2 separate regions of the Mus musculus genome follow, and region 2 is linked to region 1. A link is a contact called in public HiChIP or PLAC-seq data. All regions are on one chromosome and are shown on one strand. Each heading gives the region's core, a stretch centred on a gene start, on an enhancer-like site or on the middle of the called end of the contact. The rest is flanking DNA. Distances are from core to core; before and after follow the strand shown. Region 1 holds the start of Myl12a (myosin, light chain 12A, regulatory, non-sarcomeric). Region 2 overlaps Myom1 (myomesin 1).

Region 1 (2,822 bases), core at 171-2,670:
TGGCCTGCTTCGAAGTCCAGATCAAATCTCTATTATTTAATCAGTGCATTTCTTACTAGATGAGATGTGGGGGAGGGGATAGACTCAGTTTTTAAAAGTTGGTATTTCAGTTTCAAGGAAAACCAAGTCTTTATTTCTTAGGCACACTTCCGGTTGACAGTCAGCTTGGATCTTCCCACAGCCACACCCAAAAAAAGTTTTGAGCACCTTTTAAAAGTCATTAGTCGCCAGGATCGACTTGTCAACTACACCTCACTTTTGAAGACAAAATACCTTTCTAATTAATCCTCATCAAAGGCCATCCAGAAAAAAAAGAAAATATCAGCAATTTTAGTGAAGATTCGCTTTCGTCACCTTTTGATACAACGTCTGCACTTCAGATGTTAAAATCTTAAAAGATCTCTAAAGATCTATAATATAGTTTATACGCCTACTGAAAGACTCTTAATAACACTCCTCTGTAGAGTCGACTTAGCCCCCTCGACAGGCAAAAGAAGCTCTAAATCTCCTCTCTGTTCAAATACCGCTTTAAAAAAGTTTTACTTAGAGGGGCGCACACTAGAGTTGTATATCTGAACAGGGTCTTGCTACTACACATAGCCGCGCAGCTGCGACGACAGTTGCCGAGGGTGGCGGTGCTATCTTACGGTTTTATCCGCACACTCCCTCCTCGATCCCGGCAAGTTTACGTTAGCAACTCAACAGAGCTCCGGAGTCAGCTCTCTGGGGCTCTCTGGTTTCGCGGGGAGGCAAGGATCCAAGGCGCGCGGCGCCGGCGAGCTAAGCAACATTTCCCAAGTTCCTAGTGTGGGAAGCAGAGCGGGGTCTGCGCCCCGGCCGCCCCCAGCTCGCTCCAGCTCTCCCCCGGCTCGCGCACACATGCCCAGGTACGCTCCCCGAGCCGCGGCTCCCGCCGGTCCCCGCCGCCCCGCGGGGACACCTTCCCGGGCCGGACCGAGCCGCCCCCGCCCCGCGCCGCGGCCAGCACCACTCACCCTGCTCAGCCGCGAGAACCGAGAGTGAGCGTCTCCGCGAAGCTCCGCCGCTGCCGCCCTCCCAGACTTTCTAACTTTCCAGACTCCGCAGTACGGCCACTTCCGGCCTCCGCTCGCGAACCGGAAGGAAGCCTAGCGGCCATGCTCCTTCGCCTCGGTGCGCCAGCCCGGACGGGAGGGGGCGCCTCGGGGAAGGTGACAGAGCGGATGGCAGGCGTGGGGCGCCGACGGGGAGTCCGGGACGCGGAGTAGGGCTTAAAGAATCCTGTGGAGGGTCTCTCGGTCTAATCACCGGCTCTTCCTCTTTCTCCCGTCTCTTTTAGAATTGTGATTCTGCGCCCTCCCCCCTGTCAGCAGATGGTTGCGCCTGGCCCGGAGCTCTCCCTCTGCCCGCATTCCAGAGCGCGGCGAGAGGCGGGGACCCCCGTCTAAGTCCTTTTAGGGCAATTGAGGAGCCGGGCCGCGGACGTCACGTGACTGGCCCTGGCCCCGCCCCCCAGAGCCCGGGGCCTCCCCTCGCCCCGCAGCTGGAGCGCGCCTGCGCAGGAAGCTAGGGTGACTCACTGTCTAGGTCAGCGCCTCTGGGTCTGGGCAGCGTGGGAGTTTTTTATGGAGTTCTTCACGCTTCCCACGCGGGAGGAAACACTGAAGTTTCAGGGCCGCCGCCGCGCTGTCTCTTTGGTCCACTTAAGAGTTCATGAATTCAATATCGATTGCCCTCTTCCCAAACGTTCTCTGGAACTTTCTACAAGAGTCCCCCTTTACCCTGATGGTGACTCCTGCTTGCTCCACCTATGTCGCTCGAGGGTGAATGATGTAATTGGAATAAAGTGCTGGACCAATTTACCCGCCGGGTCTCCTTGCGTGGAGCAGCTGCTAACAATAGTTCTTATTTAAAGGAAGAGAGATTATTACGAGCCTGGCGGGATTCGTATCCCCAAGACTGGATGTTTTCTTCAAGAAACATTCCTCCCATTAATCAGTGATATGGTTTGAAGTTAACTCAAAAGCAGAGCCGCTGAGGGGGAAAATGTCCTAATCCTACAGATGTCAGAAACAAAATTTTTCTCCCTTTGATACTTGTACAAATACAAATAACTGGGTACTTCATCTCCAGCTCCCTACACCAAGGTCTTTAAGAGTGTGTTCTTCATCTTCAGGGACTTTAAGGGGCCCAACATGACTTTTAAGGAAGACTGGGGACACAGCTGGTGGCTGGCTATGACAGTACAAACTCAGAGGTCTGAGCAGTCAGAGACCGTGGATTCTGAGGCAGTGCAGCAATGCCCTAATGCCTCTACGAGGAGGTGGCCTGTCACCCTGGAAAGCTTAGGCCTTCCTCAGCTCCCTGTCCAGAAGGAGAACACCAAAACCCCTTTTCAGGATGGGCATTATCCGTCCCACCTCAGCTGGAAAACGGGACCTTGTTGCTTCTCTAGGAGCTGCCTGATATGTCCTTGCCAAATGAATCAATAGGTTTAGACTGGTAAGTGCTGTGGGAGGAGGGGGAAGGCTCTGGCTTGCCTGTTTTAAAATGAACAGTTGCTACCTCGGGACTGGGTTGTGGGATGGAAGAGAAAGGGCGGAGATCTACAAGGAAACAAATATGAATAAGTTACAGAAGAGCAAATAAACCTACCTGGGGACTAGTGGAAGATGTCCCAGAGGGCAATTGTGCCGATTCTAGGAGTTGATAGAGGAAAGAGGAGAGAGAAGTGTGTCAGGTCCTCTGGAGGGGCAAAGAACCCAGCTCATATGAAATTGGTTTCTGTTCACCCTGTATTCATTGCCATAGATAACCATGGACATATCAAATCAAGGTGGAAA
Region 2 (2,822 bases), core at 130-2,629, 92 kb after region 1:
CGCTGCTTCCTGTTTCTTCATGACTGCTTTTGTCTCCTCCTAAACCCGTTGGTAGGTATTTATTGGACAAAATCGAGCTTTACAGGATGAGGCAGCTAATTCTACACTTCATAGTAACCTTTGCAAAATTCCCAAAGAAAGATGAAAATGCTATGACCAGCTACACAGAGACAGCAGGGCATGTATAAGTGCGCACATGACCAGATACACAGAGACAGCAGGGCATGTATAAGTGCGCACATGACCAGCTACACAGAGACAGCAGGGCATGTATAAGTGCGCACGCGTACAGGTGTCTTGGGGTCAGACTCTTCAGCTGTGAACATCAGTGGTATCCAATAGACATTTATATGGGTTCATGTGCAGTATCTACCCCTCAGAGAACATTTAGATTACTGTATCAGGGAACTGCCCATCTAGAACAAAGCACCTGTTAAGCTATAGGTTCCCAAATAAGTCAGGACCTTCCTAATGGCAGGCTGCCAGCCAGATGCCGTGTTAGCATGACTATCATTGGGGGCTGGCTGTGGACCTCTTGAACACAAGTTCCGTGTTCCTGATTTGGAAAAGCACCAAAAGTCACATCTATGGCCATTCCATTCTTGGGATGTAACTCAAGTTAACAGCTGCAGACATGAATACACTTAGCCGCTCACAGCTTAGGAAAGAATCCTCGGGCACACAAAGCCAAAATGCTTCCCTGTGATGTTTGGAATCGGTTTCTAGTCAGCAGGCATGGCCACTCTTGCAACATGAGTTTCTTGCAACATGATACTGCGTGGCAGGTCCTGTATGTGCCCTGGGATAGGCTGGTTAGGTTTATGATCACATGGGATCATCAACAGAGTTTACAGCTTGGTATGGTGAGAGCTAAGGTAGACCTCTGTACAAACTGCAAAGCCAAATAGGCTAGGAGCTAGGATTCAAGGTTTTGTTAGTTGCTGGCTAACAAAACTTAAATGTAGACTAAAATTTACGTAATTTCCTCATTCCATTTCTAAGTGTTAAGTGTATTGTTTTGCTGACTTTATGTTAGAACGAATAGAAGGAAGAAGGAGAGAAATGTTATCAATTTCAAGACTTTGGGTGTGAAACTTGCAACCCTTAGCGAGAAAGTACTCTGGATTCTGTTCAGATCATTGAAACCCTTGGCCTTTATTTGAGAAAAACACCTTCATTTGCAATACATTATTAAAATCTCCGGTAAAAATACGGCTTCTCAAGTAACAGCACACTGAAAGTACACTGAACAAGATACCTCGGTTGTAATTAGACTTCAGCTGAAAGTTCACTTAATCCACTGGAGTCAGTAGGATCATCAGCCTCCCTTTGAAGTCAAAGAAGCTCCAAGGAGATGTTGTCCAGCCCTGCTACAAAGTCCAATTGTGTTGGTAATGAGAAGCCAGACAACAGACCAAGTGTGCCTGTGGTGATTTCCCAAGACAGCTGTTAGCTAAAGAAACCCTCAGAAAGAAGAGGTTAGAACTATTTAGTGTAAATTTGGTGGTGCCTAAAAAGACATTTTTTTTTTTCTTGATGCTTGACACTTTTAAACAGTGTCTGGTTGATTGTATCACAGCAGCAATGGAAGTGGAGGCCAGGTGAGCCAGATCAGATAGGGAATAAAAGAGACCTGGCCTGGCAGGTGATCAGGAGGTTAACTGGTTAGCGGTGCAGCTTGTAGTTATTCTTGTCAGAGAAACAGAGTAGCAGGTGGGAGAGTCAGGTGATGGGCAGGAGACTCCTTCCCCTCGCCCCCCAGACACCAAGCAGGGCCTCAAGTAGGAGCTGGGCCCAAGCAGCAGAGCAGGCTAGGAGACTACATTCTCCCAAAGAAAAATGACTTGGGATTTAGCTAACAGCTGAATGTCTACAATTTGGTTGATGCAGCACCTAGTAAGGCCCTGAGAAGGCAAAGGTGGACAAGGGGCCTCAGGGTGGACTCTAAGGGATTCTGAGGCAGGAGGCTGGCTTCCTCTGAAGATGAGCACTAGTGGCTAATTAAGAAAACTGCTCTCATACCTGCTTCCTAACTGTCCCTTGGACCCCAGCACACAGTTCTCAGTGGTGGCAGCTATCGGACATAATCTTCAAAGGAGGAAAGATTCATTGACCTCGTGGTCTGAGAGGTTTTAGTCAACCATGCAAGGAAGACATGGTGGAGCAGCTCATGTTGTAGCAGACAGGAAGCAAAGAGGAAGAAAGGGGCAGGAGACCATCTTCAGTGACTTATATCCTCAGCATAGTCCCTACTTCCAGAGGGCCCTGGGCTTCCCAAAGTAGTACCACAAGAATCACCACAACCAACACTGCTACCACCAGGCATCACCACACGAGCCTATAAGGGACATTTCATATTTGAACAATAACAACTACCGTGACTTGAGCAGCATGACTCCCGTAGCATCAGTGTGTGCCCTTCATCCTAGGCATCTTGTTGTTCACATGGTTGTGACGGTTGAGCTGGGAAAGCCGAGTCTAGTGGAGGCCACAGGGTAGGTACCAAGATAGTAGGCCAGTTGAGTGTGATAAATATAAATAAATAAGACAGCTTAGAGATGGGAGCCACTGGTGACAGTTGGCACACTGTTGTTTGATATTCTGCTCCTCTTTTGAGGGTTTAAAAGCCAGGCGTATGTCATCCTTGTGCACATATGTACATGAAGCAGGACAATAAAGCTTAGGATACCGCCCATGTAAAAGACTTTAAAATTATATCTTGTTATGAGATGGGCAGAAAAGTAAACAGCTCACTGAGTTTTAATCTTTTAAGTTGTTCATCTATTTACTTTTAGTTTTAAGAAAGAGAAAATCGGGATAGG

The links. HiChIP or PLAC-seq counts read pairs in DNA pulled down with a chosen protein or histone mark.
Region 2: an H3K4me3 HiChIP or PLAC-seq map of intestinal villus epithelium shows a contact between it and region 1, with 7 read pairs. The contact joins the enhancer-like site here to the promoter of Myl12a in region 1. A contact is called at or near these places in 1 of 39 promoter capture datasets (macrophages), 9 of 115 datasets of contacts at active chromatin or transcription factors (bone marrow-derived macrophages, embryonic fibroblasts, embryonic stem cells and 4 more) and 3 of 9 other capture datasets (adipose tissue, liver and pancreatic islet).

What each region holds. Positions count from the first base shown.
Region 1 is chr17:71,001,113-71,003,934 of GRCm38.p6, forward strand. It overlaps Myl12a (myosin, light chain 12A, regulatory, non-sarcomeric), which reads right to left and starts at 1,421. Exons shown (of 4, transcript NM_026064.2): 1 at 996-1,421. It also overlaps a transcript of Myom1 not described here.
Region 2 is chr17:71,093,287-71,096,108 of GRCm38.p6, forward strand. All of the region lies in intron 21 of Myom1 (myomesin 1), which reads left to right. Among named protein-coding and RNA genes, the nearest start is that of Myom1, 75 kb to the left of the region's middle. Within about 2 kb of position 1,380, at least 43 of the 459 cell types and tissues checked have an H3K27ac peak or open chromatin away from gene starts, as enhancers often do. A contact at or near this core is called in bone marrow-derived macrophages, intestinal villus epithelium and liver, where this site is marked.